2 separate regions of the Canis lupus genome follow, and region 1 is linked to region 2. A link is a contact called in public Hi-C data. All regions are on one chromosome and are shown on one strand. Each heading gives the region's core, a stretch centred on a gene start, on an enhancer-like site or on the middle of the called end of the contact. The rest is flanking DNA. Distances are from core to core; before and after follow the strand shown.

Evidence for each region. A called contact is a pair of places that touch in the nucleus more often than the background predicts.
Region 1: a Hi-C map of blood shows a contact between it and region 2, with 1.7 times the contacts expected there. The contact joins the enhancer-like site here to the promoter of CEP85L in region 2. A contact is called at or near these places in 2 of 9 Hi-C or Micro-C datasets (amygdala and blood).

What each region holds. Positions count from the first base shown.
Region 1 is chr1:59,313,939-59,318,708 of UU_Cfam_GSD_1.0, reverse strand. The region is part of intron 12 of MCM9 (DNA helicase MCM9); the gene reads left to right. Among named protein-coding and RNA genes, the nearest start is that of ASF1A, 63 kb to the left of the region's middle. Within about 2 kb of position 1,333, at least 1 of the 20 cell types and tissues checked has an H3K27ac peak or open chromatin away from gene starts, as enhancers often do. A contact at or near this core is called in blood, where this site is marked.
Region 2 is chr1:59,197,820-59,203,180 of UU_Cfam_GSD_1.0, reverse strand. CEP85L (centrosomal protein of 85 kDa-like) reads left to right here and starts at 3,193. Exons shown (of 13, transcript XM_038526648.1): 1 at 3,193-3,280. The coding sequence starts at 3,208.

The DNA of each region.
Region 1 (4,770 bases), core at 84-2,583, 120 kb before region 2:
ACATATTTAATACATGACACTTGATTTTCACATCCATACTATTCATAATTCAGGTGACATCCACTGTGATTCTCCACAAATAGGAGAAAAGCTCAGACATTTAAGTAGTTTCTTTTAAAGAAGAGATGTGTGTTTCTTTTTTTTAGAGTGTTCTTTTTAAGTCTATTTATTTCGGTAATCTGTACACCCAACATGGGGCTTGAACTCACAACTCCGAGATCAACAGTCGCATGCTCTCAACTGAGCCAGCCAGGTGCCTCTAAGTAATTTTTTTTTTTTAAAGAATGTCTTTAACATACACTATTTGAAAAATCAGGTTCTAGAACATACTTCTCAACTCCCCTCACTTTTTATTGCTCCATTAAAAATATCTACTGATAAAGGGTAAAAGTTATCTATTTAGATTGCTTACTATTTGCTAATTATTCCTGAAGCACTTCTCAATATTTAGATGATAGTAGTATTAACTCATTTAATCCTCCCAGCAATCTCTAACATTGGTAGTATTGTTATTCTCACTTTATAAATTAGGTAACTGTAGCCTAGAGATACTAAATAACCTGACCAAAGTTACATTATTAGTGTCAGTCTAAATAAAAAGGTAAACTGAGGCAAGCTTGAATTACCAGAAACCTAGTTTACTTGGGAATAGCAGAGAAATTGCAATTTGGAAAACACATGCTATTGCAAGTCATGGGGAATCTGATGAGGGCTTGGGATGACCTGTATGTATGGGCAAGGAGTCCAAAGATGGGGTCATCCAGCCAGGGTTCAAAAAGTAAGGTCATTGGCTTGAGGATGAGGAGAGACTCCTGGCAGATGTTCCCTGGTCAGAAGGTAAAGCTGTGTCTTGCATTTCCAGGAAATTAGGCTCTCTGTTCTTAAGTTCCGTTCTTCAGAGGCACTTGAATGATATTCTCCATTTCATATCCTCCTTTCTGCTTTAGACTGAAGTCCTCCCACCATAGTTAGTGATGTTAATTCCTACAGTGAGAGAGGAAAGTATCACCCAGAAGAAAGTCCTCACTTTGCCCCTTCTGGACACGGCCCAGCACCCTCCCCAGGCCCCTGCCTTCCTGTATCATTTCCCCATTGGTTCAAAAAAACAAAACAAGAACACCTCGCTTGACTCTATTTCCCTCACTGTGTCTGTGTTTCCCTCAGAGTTGTCTGTGCCCTGTCTCCAGTTCTTATCCCCACTGCAGAGCCCACCCCGTGGCATTTTTGGCCTCACCACTGCGTCCAAGCAGCCTTATCAAGGTGACCTTCAGTGCTCATTCTCTGGCCTGATCTCAACTTGATTTGATGGAACTGATGACTCTCCCCTCCCTGAAATCTTTCATCACTCGTCCTCCAGGACAGCACATGCCTGTGGTTTTCTTACTGACCTCTTCCGGCCTCCTCGGTCTTTATGCAACTTCTCTAGTTTCTCCTCTTCCCACAGACCTTTAATGTTTGAGTGGCCCAGGGCTCTTTTCTATCCCCGTTATTTTCATGGAATCTTGGGGCTCTCAGAGCCTACCTCTTGGCTGATGATGCCCTTTCCTGGGCTCCAGATGCCAGTAGCAAACTCCTATCCAATATATCTGCTTGGTTATCTAAAGGACATCTGGACCTCAACGTATTCCAAATTACACTCCTGATCTTGTCTCCCCCCCCCCCCAGATTTGTTCCTTTCCCAGATTGTCCATCTTGGTAAATTAAATGGATATTCTATCCTTCCAATGTTTGGGTCAACCATTTGAATTGTCCTTCACAATTTACTTTCTCCTGTATCTCACACCCCATCTCTCAGCAAATCCAAAGAGCTATTAAAAATATATCCAGAATCTAGACACTTCTCACCAAATTTGCTATCCCCCCCAATTCAAACCACCACTCTTTCTTAACCTTACCACCCTCCTTGACTCCCTACAGGCTGTTCTCAGCACAATAATCAAAGTGATGCTGTTAATGAAGTCAGGTCATGATAACTTTTACGCTAGACGCCCCCTGGAGGGCTCCCCACCCATTCCAGGTAAAAGCCAAAAAGTCCTTATAATAAAGACCTCTAAAGCCCTACACATTTGGCCACATGCTACCACCTGCTACCACCAGCCTTGCTGTTACTGTAGTTCTCCAGACATGAACCAGCCTCCGGGCCTTTTCCCTTACTGTTCTATCTATGCTTTGCTCATCCCCTGAAGGTGGTCACACTCACCTTCTTCAAGATTTTGTTCGACGTCACTTCAGTGAAGCCTACTATAACCTATTCAAATTGCAAAACATTCCTCCCCCGTTTCCCAATTTTCCATAGCATTTTCATCACCTTTAACCCACTGCTGTGTCCCCAGTATTTTAGCAGAGTGCCGGGCACATAGTGGATGTTGAATACATACTGAATGAGACATTTAAGACATTTGAGAGAAGAATGACCATCTAACCTACATTTCCACGTTCCTGCCTCTCTTTTTTTCCCTCCCCAGTGTTTGTTCACTAGTGTTGACTGTACATGAGAAGCTGCCTTCACCTTAGAGCCGGGAGACCTGGAGGTAGTTAGGCACGACTTAGGGAAAGCACCTGACAAAAATAGAATGTATTTTATTACAAAGGTCAATTTTGAGGTGTTTAAAAACATTTTCTTAACTGATCTCATTATCACATCTAAGGGACATATGTAGTACATGTCACTGCACTAACCACACTTAGTAGTCAGCTTGCATAATTATGAGAAACAGTTTTCAGAAAATACTCTGTTGATCCTAGAAAATTGCCCTGCCTCTCAAATGCACATTGACTTAGGATTCCAGGACCAAAAGCTGAACAGAAAAACATATGTGGAGGTGGAAGCATAATGGGCAGCAGGCTGCCCACCTCCCCCGTGTTCTGTCCTCGTGAGAGCTCTTAAGATCCTAAGGTTGGTGTTAGTTCATGGAGAGACCCCTTCTGGGTATGGGCTTGCTGGCATTTTTGTACGGGATGCTGGAAGACCATGTGGCCAGAGCTGCCAGGTCCTGACTACTAGGTCCCCTCCTCACTGCAAGGCCTGGTGTCACCACACCCTACGTGTTTCGCACCCCCAACCAATTCTAACTTCCTTTGCCAGTAGGAGGAACTTGGGAGTCTTTGGGTCAGATAAGAATCTCTGTGCATTAAAGGCAACTCATATTCACCCCAAAGATATTGGTGTCCTACCCAGGCTAGATTACAGAAGAAATCCCAAGACTCAGATCTCCATTGTCATTTCAAAACAAACCAAAACAAAAACAAGCCAGCCAAATACAGATTTAGACCTGATAAAGGGGATTAAGAGTACACTTACGATGAATACTGAGTAGTATATAGAATTGTTAAATCACTATACTGTATACTGTACTCTAACACTGCAGGTTAACTATATTGGATATATTTTTTTTTAATTAGACCTGAGAAATTTCATAAGCAGGTGAACTGAGTCTGGTTTTCTTGTCTCTCTCTGGAGCAAGAGCCATATATGTGCACTGCAGGAATGTCGATGGGTCCCACCCAATGATGTGTATGGACTGCTGTCTTCTCTAGCGCAGAGAGACTTGAGAACATACACAATTGTGAATGCGTGTGTCTCTATGAGATTAGATAGATAGATAATTTATTTAGTTCTCACAGGAACTCTGTGAGAAAAGTATCATTAACCCTGTTTACAGGTGGAAACATGATCAGAGGGACTAAGCTAATTTTTCATGAGCCTACAACCAACTGGTGGTGTCTGGTTGGGGAGGAACTATTTGATTTCAAAGCCAGTGCACTGTCAGCTATACCAGGACAGCTCCCACAAGAGATGTGACTGTATCAGGGCCAGGCCAAAGTCATCTCCCATTGAGTCGTTGTGTGCTTCCAGAAAGAAAAGCCCTTTCCTTATGGTCCCTAACCTGTGACAATAGTGCCAGGTTAATGGCAGGTCTCCTTTTCTCCCCGGGCCCACATTGCGAACCCCCAATGGCTTGGCCTTGGCTCAGCTCATCGAGAGTCGCAGCAATGCTGCAAGGTGGCCGCCCAGTGCCACTCCCAGCGAGGCCATTCACAGCGTATTGGACTGCGGGCATCGTCCACCTATGGACAGCAAGGCGTGGCCCTGCCAAAGTTGCCTTTTTATTTTCATCGAATGTGCACAAATACTTTTTTGTCCATGGAGAAATTCTCCCCATTAAAAAAAGTTTTCAATTGCTGGGCCCTGGACGACCATCCTGGAGGAGGGGGTTGCTTGTTGGTTTCCTGCACTTGCTTGCTTTGGACTGACGGACAATTGCTCTAACGAGCCCATGGCCGGGATGGAAGGGAATCTAGGTCAGCTTGTTCTTTCTGCGGCTCACACCACTAGGGGGCATGAAGCTTCTCTGATAGAAGAACTGAAAAGGCTGGAACGCGTAAATTGTCCAGCAAAAGCTGGAGGCTTGCTGCATTCAACTGTCATGATGAAAACATTTCTTCCAAAACCAGTCTCATTTGGGCACCTCCAGCAGACACACAGGCCAACCGAGGAGTGGGCCTGGAGAATGGTGAGGGTGCCACAAGGGGCATGCCATTTGGTCATTACAGAAAACCTGCTCCCTCTTCTGAAGGCTCTGAAAATGCCTAAAGAGCAGGATGTAACTGAGCTTTGAAACCCTGTGAGCCATGACATCAGAGTCCATTTCATAAAAGCCTATAATCTGAAAGAATATGCATTTAATAATGTCATTTCTTTGGGAGGTGGGGGGCAAGCAGTCAGATTCCAATTCTACACGATCCTCAGAAAGATTTCACTAATCAGAA
Region 2 (5,361 bases), core at 1,944-4,443:
CAACCCACAATAAATTCAGTAACTTGTCATTTTATGATCTGGAAGAGGTTATAGATCACAGTCCTTGTAACACCCTTGATATACCAGAATTGTCTGTCCCTTGGAAATTTTTAGACTTCATTCACAAATCTGTCCCTCTCAAGTGGCAATTGTTCTTTAGGTGCTATTTCAATTGTTACTGGATAGTTTTTCTACATTTTGTTGGTTTTGATATTTCATATTTTTGTAAAAATTAACCTCTCTTGAGTTTTGCTCATATTATGCACAAGATATTTCTTCTCATTTTAAAATATTACTTTTATCCTCTGTAATATCACTCTTCAATTCTCTGGTTGTTTGCCCAATATGATAAATTTATATAAGAAAAATATATGTAAAATAGTTTAATCAGATCAGAGATTCATAGCCAAAGAGTTTATATATGCAACACTTATGTTTCATTTTTAATTAATATTTTTTGGAATGCAATGTTTCAAATGCGTTTAATATGATTTGATATGAAATATGATGTTTTTGGTACTGTTTGACTCTTCTGTGATCTAGTTTATATTTTTAAAAAGTCCTCTCCGAAAACATTAAGTATCTAAATTTCACCTAAGCAACAGTATTTACCCCTCACACACGCACGCATGCGCACAGTCACTATTTGCATTACTTACAAAACTATGCCTATTTATAACATTAGGCTTGGTAATAGGTAGTTCTTAGGCTCTTAAACCTGTGCTATGATAAATTTTAATCATTCTGAGAACTATGGATAGTGCGTGTGGGGGAATCTGATTTCAGTAATACTCAGAATCTATATGAATAAAAATATGGTTACAGTTTACTTCATATACGTAATATTCTCACTTATTTACGTTATTTTAATTGTATTAGATCTGTAGCCTTTCAAGTTTAATTAGTAGGAACACAAAAATTTTTATCTTTGGTGCCAACTGCCAAAATAGAAATATGTTTTTATTATTTCCTTTTACTCTGTAATAGGTGTTGAAGTATTCTACGTAGTCTCAGCTTCACATGTTCTTTCGTGTGTGTGTAGCAGCATGCCCTTCACATTGGTAAAAAACATGTAGGAAAATGAGCAAATGATTTTTTTTTCTTTAAACACTACTTGGAATTGAGTAGAAGTTGGCAGAGTTTTGAAATAATAAATATATTTTAAACTCACAAAGGACCACGATATATCTGTGATCATTCATTCATTTCTTGGAACTCTATAAAAAAAGTTTGGTGTTTGATAAATACTGTAACTGAATGTAACGATAAATCATGAACACAAGGCTACTTTGATATAGCTGTATAGCTTCTGATAATTCTTTCTGGAATTTATTATCATTATTTTTTAGGTTTCTTTCTGAACCTCAACTATTTAAGTTTTCTCAACTTGAATACCCAAACTACTCGAATGAGCTATGCACATTTAAATCAGGAAAAGGAATCACATCCTTCCATGTTTCTGTCCCCATCTATCCTCAGAAAAAAGCTGACCCGTTGGACCAACTGCTCATGATTTGGAGAAATAAATGGAACTCTACCGGTGGGAGACTGCAATCAGATGAATTATAACACAGATGTGGTAAGCAAGAGACTACACAACTAAATGTAACTTAACCTCCAAAAGTTTTAAGCAGTATTTCCCAACTGCAGAGTGTTTAAGTAGAAATAGGAGACCTTTGTTAGCAAACTTCCAGAACAGGAAGAAGCATCGCTGAACCCAAAGTCTTGTGGAGGGTAGGGACTTGCTTTTTAGTTTATCTCTGATTCTTGTGCCAGGTGTGGAACCCGCCTTCTTCTACAGCGCTCCACCAATATCTATACCCCCCCCCCTTTTTAAAAAGATTTTTAATTTATTTATTCATGAGAGGCACACAGAGAGAGAGGCAGAGACACAGGCAGAGGGAGAAGCAGGCTCCATGCAGGGAGCCCCGCGCGGGATTCGATCCCAGGACCCAGGATCACGTCCCGGGCTGAAGGTGGTGCTAAACCGCTGAGCCACCCGGGGATCCCTCCACCAATATTTATTAAATGAACTCTTTTGTATCGAAATGTCACGAGGATCCTAATACTGCCAATGAAAGGTAAGATCTAAGAAGAGGGCGCTGCACCCTTTGCCCTCCCCCAGGATACTCTTAGGAGCAACGTCAAGCTGTAGGTGTAGGGTGTGAAGAAGTTGCTTTGGTGCCATTTTGACTCCTTCCTCTCTGCTTATCTGAACCCCCCGGCTACTAGATTTTAATGCACGGCCCCGCCCTGAACACTCTGTTCTTTTTCTGCTTTTTCCTGCGCACATTCGTGCACGGTAGCTGTCTGCAACCTGCCCCCCCGCCCCGCCCCCATACAGCTCGCCATTGAATTTGAGAATTCCGGAAAAAAAAAAAAAAAAGACTTATTTTCTATCCCCCAAAGTCATCTCTCAACGATGTTTCTGCAGAGCATGAGGACTTTAATCCCAACCCCAAATGAGACGGGGAGGGAGTCCCTCACGCCCTCCCGGGCTGGCCTTTCACCTCCAGCAGTCAGGCTGCGGAGACGGGTGTCCACGTCTCCCTCCCAGGTGAGGGCCGGAGGGATTGCGCAGGGGGGCGGTATCGAGAGAGGCAGCCCCGGGCCCCGGTTCCTCGCACCCCCTCCTCGCGGCCTGCGGAGCGCGAGGACGCGGGGGGAGGGCGACCGCCAGGCCACCCCGCAGCAGGCGCCGGCCGCCCCGCGCCGCAGCCCCGCCCCGCGCCGCGCCGCGCACGCCTTATGTAAGCGCCCGAGGCCCCGCCCCCGCCAGGCCCCGCCCCGCCAAGCCCCGCCCCGCCAGGCCCCGCCCCCGCCAGGCCCCGCCCCCGCCGGCCCGGCTCGGGCTCCGGCTCTGCCGGCGCAGGGGGCGGAGAGAAGCCGCAGCTGCAACTTCGCCTGGCGGTTCGGAGCCCAGCGTCGGCTCAGCCGCGCACCCGGCCGCCGCCGCCGCCTCCCCGGCCCGGGCCTCTCAGCCCCGCGGGCTCGGCCATGGCAGCCGCCGCCGCCGCCGCGGCGAATCCGGCCCCTGCGCTCCCCGCCCGGCGCTGAGCGGCCGTTGCCCGGCGCGTCCCCCGCCCTCCCGCTCCCGCCGCGGCCGCGGGCTCCGCGCAAGTTTCCGCCGCCGAAGCAGCCGCGGGCGAAGGAAGGCGCGGGAGGACGGACGCGGGGAGTCGTGCGCCCCCGGCCGCCCCGGCCGCGATGTGGGGGCGCCTCCTGGCCCCGGAGGCCGGCGGCCGGGACAGCCCCGGCGGAGCCCGCAGCCTCCCTGCGGGTGAGTAACGGGACCGCCCCGGCGGGCGTGGGCGCCGCGGCCTCCCCCCCCCCCACCCCACCCCACCCGGGGGCCTCGGGACGCGCCGCCGCCCGCCCCCCGGCCTCCCCGGCCGCCTCCCCGGGCCCCGCGGGCTGACATCTGGCGCCGCCCGCCCCGCCCGCCCCGCCGCGCGCGGCCCCGCGTCCCGCCCTCCCGGCTCCCCGGGCCGCGGCCCCCGCGCCCCGACCGCAGCCTGGCCCGGGCCTCCGCCGGCCGCGCTTTGTTGTCCGGCCTCCTCCCTGCCCCCGTGGGCCGTGCGGCCGACGTGGATGGCGGGGCTCGCGGGGGCCCGGGCGGGGAGGCGGCGGCGGCGGCGGCGGCCCGGGAGGCCCGGGGTCGGCTGCGCCCACGCCCGCAGCTGCTGCCGGGGCGCGGGGGGCGGGAGGAGGCCCGGGGGGCGCCGTGCCCTCCGCGGGGGAGCCCGGGGACTCGAGCCCCGCGGGGAGAGCGGGTCACCCCCTGCAGCGCGCCCCGGCGTCCGCGGAGGACACGTGCGGCGGGAGCCCGTCCGCCCCGGGGGGGGGGGGGGGCCGGGGTCGCGCGTTCCCTGTGCGCGGGGAGCGGCGCATCCCGCAGCCACGTCCCGCCCGCATCTGCCCCCGAGTTGTGTAGCAGCCACAAAATTAGGGTAAATAGCCCCCCCCCCGCGCCGCCCCAATTCGAGATTTTTTTTTTTTAAATAAGGGTTGGGTTGGCCTGTGACAAGTTACTTGACACTGACGGTTCCTCCAGGCCCTTTGGATCTTGAGCCCTTTTCGAGAAGCTGAAAGTTATATAGGCCTTTTATGGGGGGGGGGGGATTGCCATAAATACGGACCCCAAATTTTTCCTACAATTTTAGGTGGTTCTGGACCCCCTAAATAACCTTGTTCCGCAAAATGTTTGAGTTCCACCTGCCCCTGGCATTTTGTAGACATTACAAGCTATTTGCAAAAAAAAAAAAAAAAAAAAAGGTAGAAGCAGTATTCGGAAGTGTGATTTTTTTTTCTTTTTTTTCTTTTTGCTAGTACTTCCTGCTATTTGAAATTTATCAGGCTCAGTTACTATTAACATTTCAAATAAGGAAGGTAATTAGGTTACAGTCTAGAAATTTGCGATGTGGTTTTTTTTTTTTTAAGGCATGTATAATTTCACCAGTTATTGGGGGGATGTAATTGACAAGTAGAAATTGTACGTATATTTCAGGTGTACAACTTGATGTTGATATATTTCAGGTATATATATATATATATATAGTGAAATGATCTCCGCAATCAGGTTAGCTAATCTATTCATTACCTCATAGAGTTACCATATGTTTGTGTGAGTGGTAAGAACGCTTAAGATCTACTCTCGGCAGATTTCAGGCATATAGTACAGTATTGTTGGCTGTAGTGATCTGTACTATCCTTTTAAATGGAGACATATGTAAATTTTAAAATCCAGAGTTAGATTTAAAATATTTCTTTTAAATTTGGCCCTGCAGCACTTTTAGAAATAATGGAATTTAATAAAAAAAATGTGAGTGGGAATTATTTCTGATAAGATGTATATTACTTGTCCCAAGAAGGGAAGACCCCAGTTAAGAGGTTTCTGATGCTTACTGAGTATTTGAGATCCTGCAATCAAAGTAACTTCAGTAAATGAGAAGACACTTCATTATCCCTAGGGGTTGGAGGGAGTGGTTTCAATTTACCTGTACATGTCAAAAGCCATCTGTAATATCTTTGTAACCTAACCTCTTAAAATAGATTTGTAATAATATGTTTGGAGATATAATATCACCCAATCATTGTGTCCATTCTTCCATTGTTTTCCATGAGGAAGAAAAACATCACAGTGCTTAGAAGTTACTGAAGGAAGGACTTTGAGGTTGTATTGCAGCTTCTATACCTTCACTGTAGCAAAGATTATAGTAGGAAATACTTTATAAACAGTACCCAAGTTGGAGGAATTTGGACAGGATATCTTTACAAAGCATATATTTTGCCTCAGTTTTGACAGTGATAAACCATTGGTAAGTCAGGACATGCCTTTCCAATAATTTTTTTTTTCATCTC